Linked DNA regions of Mus musculus: region 2 is linked to region 1. A link is a contact called in public Hi-C data. All regions are on one chromosome and are shown on one strand. Each heading gives the region's core, a stretch centred on a gene start, on an enhancer-like site or on the middle of the called end of the contact. The rest is flanking DNA. Distances are from core to core; before and after follow the strand shown.

Evidence for each region. A called contact is a pair of places that touch in the nucleus more often than the background predicts.
Region 2: a Hi-C map of bone marrow-derived macrophages shows a contact between it and region 1, with 3 times the contacts expected there. The contact joins two enhancer-like sites. A contact is called at or near these places in 1 of 484 Hi-C or Micro-C datasets (bone marrow-derived macrophages) and 2 of 115 datasets of contacts at active chromatin or transcription factors (CD8 T cells and large pre-B cells).

Annotation. Positions count from the first base shown.
Region 1 is chr15:9,625,630-9,630,040 of GRCm38.p6, forward strand. It overlaps Spef2 (sperm flagellar 2), which reads right to left. Exons shown (of 37, transcript NM_001305042.1): 26 at 343-523. Among named protein-coding and RNA genes, the nearest start is that of Il7r, 98 kb to the left of the region's middle. Within about 2 kb of position 3,027, at least 3 of the 459 cell types and tissues checked have an H3K27ac peak or open chromatin away from gene starts, as enhancers often do. A contact at or near this core is called in bone marrow-derived macrophages, where this site is marked.
Region 2 is chr15:9,862,609-9,866,507 of GRCm38.p6, forward strand. No RefSeq gene overlaps it. Among named protein-coding and RNA genes, the nearest start is that of Spef2, 120 kb to the left of the region's middle. Within about 2 kb of position 2,338, at least 33 of the 459 cell types and tissues checked have an H3K27ac peak or open chromatin away from gene starts, as enhancers often do. A contact at or near this core is called in bone marrow-derived macrophages, where this site is marked.

The DNA of each region.
Region 1 (4,411 bases), core at 1,777-4,276:
GATTTATACAGGGCCACCATCGTACCCTCCTTAACAATCTCTTGACCTTTAGTCCCCAGCTTTTGCTACCTAGTTTAGCAGTGAAATGAATTTAATATTGCCTCCCTTCTTACATGATTTCAAAGACTTGGTGACTATATCTCTTAACTTCCTACTTCTTTCAGGAAAATTAGTCCCTTAATAATCCCTTTAGAAGTAATAATAGTTTCTGAAAGGCATGCAATTTTTTTTTACACCATGACTGTGACTATCATATAAATGTTACACTTGGACAATGTTACCAACCCTGCCACCTAAGTAGTAGGATTGTTAACAAGAAATGCAGCCATAGGCACTGCTCACCATGTTAGAGATGGCTAATGAAGCCTGCTGCCAGGTGTCCAATAAAATCTTCTCATCTATTTCAAAGTTGGCTTCCAGGACTTCTAAAGGAGGATCAGATCTGCCCTTCAGAAATGTCCCCACCTTTGGCTTGACGGCAGAATTTTCTGGAGAATTGGATATTCGAGGAACTAGAGGAATTCTTTAGGGAAAAAAAAAAAAAACAAAGAAGCATTAAGGGTTTCATTGAAAAGATTTTATTTTTGTGACTGTGTTCTTTTGCTTTGTTTTGTTGCTTCGAATTACATTTCCAAAATTTTCCTAGAAGAATTAATTGAAAGGGATATGATTGGAAAATGCTGTATTCACATTTATATGGTCTATAAAAGCTTGCTAATAATAGGAAGCTCACAGCAAGAAACAATAAGACTTTTTTTTCAGATTTAGTTCTCAATAATTAAAATGGGAGTATTAGATAACAGTGATTATGAAGAGAGACTCTTCTTGTCATATCCCAGGGCACATACTTCCTGTGAGGGTAAAGTAAACCGGATGAAACGCATTCAAGACAGCCACTGTCACTTGGTATCCGGACATGCAAAATGGAACTAATACAAATCGGACTGGAGCTGGTAAACAGGGGTGATGACATTGTAATTGGAGTCATCCTCTGATGACAAAAATATACAAAGGGCCTTAAGTGTAGAGAAGGAATTGAGAAAAAGAAAAAAAAAAGAGTAACTCTAAAGATGACTTGATTGATGTTTTAAACAGAGAGTGAAAATCAGCAGCCAGAATAGTATTTGTTTTTATAGAGTGAGGAAGCAGGAGTCTGGAACAGTGGTTTAGAAAGATGATTGTGAACTCCAGAGAACAACTAGCTTGTTTTTGCTTGGAAGCATCAAATAAGATTTCTTGAACTTAACAGACTGATTTTCACAATGTGTGAAAGTTTGAATGAGACTTCTCAATATAGGTTCATATAATCAAATGTGTAATCCTCAGTTGGTGAACTGTTTGAGAAGGATTAGGAGTTTGGGATACGGTTGTTGGAGTATTTATGGCTTGGTTGTAGGAGGTGTGCCACTGGAGGTGGGCTTTGAGGTTTCAAAAAAACACATGTCAAGCCTGGTTGTTTCATCTGCTTGTTTTCTGCAGATCAGGGTATAAATCAGCTACTTCTTCCAACACCATGCCAGGCTGCTTCCTACGAGGATAGTCATGGACTAACCCTCTAAAACTGTAATGAAGCCCCCAATTTAATGCTTTCCTTTTATGCTTTGGTCATTCATGGTATATTCTCAGAGAAGTAGAATAGTATCTATAACCTAGTACTTGGAACTCTTATGATCTACAATAACTCTAACTGTAATGCATTGAAAATACATTCACTCATTGAATTGTATTTTAGTAACAAATTACTGCTAACTCAAAGCCATTCAAGTTCCAATAAGACCATATATGTGATCATCTCCAGACATTTTACATAGCATAACACTTTGATGTGTGAGACAGTAGCCATGGCCTATCATCTAGAAAAAGATTTTGAATTTATGACCCACTGATGTTCAAGCAGAATCATCTATCTGTATGGCCATGGGTTTTGAATTATTCACTTGGAAGAGCTCAGAGGCTTACTGCTTGTCAAAGAGTCTAAGAGAATGACTGTCCCTCCTCCATAATCTATCAATTGCCAATTGCTCAGCAAAAAAGGTAAGGCGATATGAGCTCGTCCCCTACCCATGACTGGGTGTCGACAGGCCTTGTCTTGTTCAGACATAGTACAGGCAAATGCAGCTCCTGTGGGCTTGTGTTTGCAATGGTACATCATGTCCTGATGGTAGCATTTTGTACCTTCTTTATCTCCTGTCTCTTTCATTCTTTCCTCTCAGTCCTTCTGTAGTATTCCCTGGGACTTGGATGGTGTGGTAGAAATGTCATGTTTAGGGTTGAGTGCTCACGTATTGGAAGTACTTTGAGCATCAGTGAGTCTCTTCCTCACGGGCAGGAGGGAGGGATGACTACTGTGTGAGGGAGCTGAGAGATGGATAGTGATAGTAATCAGAGCATGTAACACTGCCTAAAACCAAATTTAATCAATAAAACAGAAAAGGGATGTGCGAACAAGAATGAACGTGGACACATAGTAGCTCTCTATTAAAATTGTAGGTAGTTGTTCATGAGTAAGGGCTTAGAATTCATTTCTTGGGGAAAAAATCACTGTAGTACTGGTAGTTCTGTCACTATCTTGAGATATGAAATTAGTAATGGTACTTGAATTTCTGAGCCTCACTTGTTGGAAAAATACGAAGACATTATTGCGGTTGACATCATGACTAATCCTTTATCAACAAACACAACTGTTACTATGAAAATATGATATTGCTACCATTATTGTTATTTTAGGGTTGTTGGGTGGAATGAGGTAGAAAAAGTATGTGCAACTGCTTAACACTTTCCCTGTTCCTTTCTACATATTATGTATGGAGTGTGATTGCTTAGGTGGTGGGCTGGTTGGTGTCCTGACTGACTGACTATCCCAGAAGTTTTGTCAAAGCAGTGATTTGAGGTTAAGATCAGGAAAAAGTTCCTGTGAATAAAAAAAGAAAAAAGAGAAAAGAAAAAAGAACTGCCTGTTCTTCTATGGGCTTATTGTACAAGCCAGCATTAATAGCTTCCCCATTATGCCTGGTTTGCTTTTATGTACTAAGAACAGAATGCACTGCCACTCCAGACACTGAACTCAGTCTCTCTGGGTGATTCTAATGGTTCCTACTGCCACTGGTCTTCACTATTGGTTTTGATTTCAAAGTATTTTTTAGCAGCTTGCCCAATGCTATTAACTTGGGACAGGAAGAGGGTGCACGCTCACCTTCTGTGTATACAGATTATATATGTGTCTGACAGAAATATGATAATATTAGATGGAAGGATATAAGCATGGAGAAATGGACTTTAGGTCATTGCATAACCTAATGCAGTAATGACTTCTTAAGTTATTTTTGGAACAAGTGAGGGGAAAACAAAAAAATGGAGAATATGCAATACTCACAATTAAAATATTGTATATATGTAAGAGTGGGCCATTGTATATTATCCAATAACAAAAGAAGCCATCCTTTGTTGAGAGTTTGGGGACTAGATTTTTAAGTGTTCCAATTTCCAGACATGGTCCCATATACCTTGTTGATTCTATTTTCTGTGATTCTCACATGGACCCCACTTTTACTACAATGGAAATTGAGGCTTACATTGAGTTGCAGTGGCTTGACAGACAAGCAAGTTCTTATCCTACTTAGAGAGTCAGTAAGAGTTAGTCAGTGACAGATTCAGTATTTAAACTAGACCTATCTGGTTTCAAAATAAATTCATCATGCTATATTGTGTTTATACAACTCTTACACTTATGTTGACTGAGCAAGGTTCTAGGCAAAGGTCCTTTCATTAAATATAAAATACATAGCTCATATCCTGGAGATTCAGACATAGCATTCAGTGTCTACATATTGCTTTAGGAATCTAACTTCTGCTAGTACCTTCACCTTGATGCTGAACATTTTCTCTTTTCTCATTCCGTGCTGAGTGATCACCGGGAAATACTATTTTAATTTTTATTATTTTAAAATTTACTTCCAAATAACACATTTACTCCTAAATGATTTTGAATTTTGTTTTCAAGTGTGTTGTCTTAAGTCACATAAATAAAGTTAAACCAGATCTTAGTGTTTAATCGCTGGAAAACACACCATGGGGACCACTATCACTTCCCTTGCCCACCCTTTGTGATGCCATCTTCTCTATCTTCTCCAGTCTCTCAGAGTCTGAGTTATTGTCCTCCCTCCTCTGACCTCAGATGACTTATATGGCTAAAAATGTAATTGGTCTTTATCCTACAAAAAGTTCCCCTTTCTGTTGGCACCAATCTGATGTTAAGTGGTTGATATCTTTCAGTTTCCTGAGTCATGATCATATACTGCTGATCTTTTACTATTTCTCAGTTTCCTTGACTGTAAAAGAAGAATGGCAATCCTATCTATTTCTGTTTACATAATTCTCTCTCTCTCTCTCTCTCATTCTCTCTTGCTCTCTC
Region 2 (3,899 bases), core at 1,088-3,587, 240 kb after region 1:
GAGATTCAATGAAGTAAGTGCTCTGTGGCTTCATTGTCCTGACACACATCAGACACACACACACACACACACACACACACACACCACACCACACTACACCACACCACACCATACACCCTTTTCCAATTCACTAGTTCCATCTTGGAAGGCACCCTAGGAAGATGCTCAGAGGAACAATAACTAGGCAACACCTAATGAGGAATAGAGAACTTCGCTCCACAAAAGACCTTAAAAAAACAAACAAACAAACAAACAAACAAACAAACAAACCAAAAACCAAAACTCTGCAGACCACATAAATCTTCAAAGTCCTTCATTCATTTCAAGCTACTCTTTAGACTGCCATACCTTATTATTCTCTGGCTTAGAACAAGCAGCTGTCAAAGGTCTGGTAATAAAAGTATATTGTTTTGAGCTTGACGTTTGGTAGCAACATGTTACGTGTGAATATGTAGTGACTCCATTACTCCTCACACTAATATTTCTGTCACACATGAGGAAGTAGAATACAAGTGCTACCTCAGAGGGCAAAACAGCAGAGAGAAAGATTGCCAATAGAGATGTGCATAAAACATGCTTGGGCATAGAATTTCTCTCCCCAGGGAGATCTCTGATGATACTGTGTCATGTATATTATAGTAAGCATTACCGCCTCTGTAATTAAATGTCTTCTGAATCATAACTTATAGAAGGTAAACAAATAATTTGATAAATAAAATGAATGTAAAATCTCAAGCACAATTGAGGCTGCTCATAATCACAATGGTAGCAGGAAAAGGGCGAAAGAAGCTAAGAAAATAAGGTGAATCAATTAAAATAGCAAAATGGGAACGTTACTATTTTAATATGCTGATATTTAGTTATACAAAGTAAAAATATTTTATCTTATTATTCATTATTTTTTGAATGAAGTAGGTAACCTTACAACAATTATCAAATAATATTGTGCAATTGTTTTAGAAAATGATCTTATTGCTGTTTATTATTTAAGCTGTATTTTCATCCAAACAGATTGATATTTCATATTTGTAATGAAAAAGCTTAATATATAGTTAACATACATAGCTAAAATAAATACCACTTTCTTAATAAAAAAATAATAATACAACTCATTAATTTTTCTTTGAAATTTCAACACTTCTCTTTTGTGGAAAAAGAATATTATTCCATTCTTTGCAAGAATGTCTTTACCAATCCTCTGAGAACTTCATTCAGAAGACCTTGGTCATATTTACCTCCTCTCCCAAATCCTTCCAGACCTATTTCTATCTCTCTATCTTCATTCATTTGCTTTGCTTTGCTTTGCTTTGCTTTGCTTTGCTTTGCTTTGCTTTGCTTTGCTTTGCTTTGCTTTGCTTTGCTTTGCTTTGCTTTGCTTTGCTTTGCATGTACCCATTGACTACGATTTGTGCTATCTGGATGCTCCTGACTGTGGAACCATGCACTAGGATGCAGATGGCCCACCAAGGATGTGACTCTGAGGCTTCCAGACCCATCACTGATCAGTTTCAGTAATTAGCCTTCACCATTTCCACAGTCCTATTTTTCTGTTTAACATGCATGTGCTTCATGAAAAATTGGCTTCAGGCTGTATTTATTTCTAACCCCAGACCACAGAACACATTGGCATGGTTTAAAACATCTTCCTAATAATTAAAGTATTTGAAAAACCATAAAATCCATAACAATCATGCTATTTTGTTAAGACTGTATTTGTTTTTTTTTTTTAATTTTTATTCTTTAGAAGGCCTCTATTTGAACTATGTATTTTTAGCTGTGTATTTTGGGTGGTTTACTGTTTTCAGTAATTCAGCTAATCTTTAACATAGCTTTGCAGAAAGTTACACAATTCCTAGAGATTTCCTTCAGCTTGCTCTCATTTTGTTTGTTGTGATGTAACAACAGTTCTTCTGGGATTCTGCTCACTATCCCCCACCCCACCCCCCAGCCAAGCTCAGAGCATCATATTGTTGGCAGCCCCTCTCACACAACTAAGCCTTACAGTTTACTGTCTACAGTGCTCAGGATTCTGTCATTTCACTCATCTGTCTGAGCATTTGACCCTGTTCAGATTTGGGCACTATACTATGCAATACAAATCTCTTCCCCTGTGTAATCTTGCCCTGTGGAAGGAGCACAGTCAAAGATTTGTGTAAATTAAGGTACTTTAGAAAAGCAGAACTGGTAGAATACATAGCTATAAATCTACATCTGCAAGTAGGTCAGTGTGTAATGGATGTGAGTATCTGTCTGTATTTACATATATACACAGAAATGTAGTACACAATAGCCAGCAAATGAAACAGAGATTGACCACAGATGACACACTGGGTTATGGAGCAACCATGCTGACTGCTATGTGCAGGATCGGAAAGCAGAACATCTCATGGGATTAGAGTTTGCCAAGACTTTGGGCCTGAGAATCAGGAAATGTGTTGAAATAAATCCCAACTTGAGGCTTGAAGATGATGAAATACAGTTTCCAGCTCAAGCAGTGTTGCAGATAAACCAAGAATGTGGAGGAATGTGTGAATGCCTCCCTCTCCCAATGTTTGTTCAACAGGTTAGATGACATTCCCCCCAAAATGGGGATATTAGTGTATTTTACTGAGACCACAATTCTAACACTGATTTTATGAGGAAACACTTCCAAATAAATAAATAATATCAAATCTGGACACCCACGCTTAGTTAAGTTGATGCATAAAATTATCTGCAGGGCTTGACTAACTAATATTAAAAACAATAAAAACCAGTAGACAGCAAAAATGCTCTTTCATTTAACATTTCAATGATGTGAATATTCAAAAACAGAGACTGCTCCTGGGTTCCTGACAGTTACAAGGCTGGAGGCAGCAGGGGCAGGGTGGGTGATGAGACCAAGACAGAGACTGAGACAGAGACTCAGAGACTGAGACTGAGACAGAGAGAGAGAGATTGGGATTTAACTGGGTTTAAATGAAACCATTAGAGACAGTTCCAAGCTCACTCCCAGAATGCTGGGTCCAGTAAGTCTTGAGAAGGATTCAAGAATCTTGACTATGCAAGACTCCTAGAAATCAGGTTTGGCCCCACACTTTGAAAAGGGTATTGGAATGGATGTTAGAATAAGATCATACGGGTTCACTGTGTCTGTGCTCATGGCATTAAAACCAGAAAAAAAAAAGAGAGAGATGAATTTAGTGAATGCCATGAGAGGGAAAATCACCACCGCCCTTCTCATTTCTCTGTAAAGTTCTTTACAGGTGATGCAATTAAAGAAACGACTGGCATAGTTCAAGAAAAAATTATGAAACTTTCTAGTGTGAAAAGTTTAAGGCAAGTAGCTATATTTGATTTAACATATGAAAATACAACAAACAAGCGAACACATGAAATCTAGAATGGAGCCTCAAAAGGAAATAGGCCTCTTAGTCAGGTAGATGAATTTGAGAAAATAAACATGATAGAGGCTGCTTTAAAATCACTATGGGTTATTTGTTCTGGTGATTCTTCTGAATTGAATAAAAAGTTTAGAAACATATGAAAAAATGTCATCTAATCTGGAAAGATATGTGAGCTAGGCCTTTGCTTATGGAACAGTGATTCTCACCATTACCTTTGTAGTACAGTGATTTAAAACTGTTCTAGACACTGAGAAGTGCTTATTAACTACTAGGTTTTAACTGCTTAAACTATGGTTATAGATTGATGTAAAGCTTTTCTGGTTGTCGCTGGGTACAGCTAAGGTTCAGAACTACTGTTCTGGCTGAGATAGAAAACTAGTCTCTGATAGATAAACATTCAAACACTCCATCCTGAACTTACAGAACTCTACTGTTCTGCGTAAGTATGAAACTCCCACACATTTTTCTAGAGAAGGCATTTAGGTGAAAGTTGTGTTTTGTAACAGAAAATGA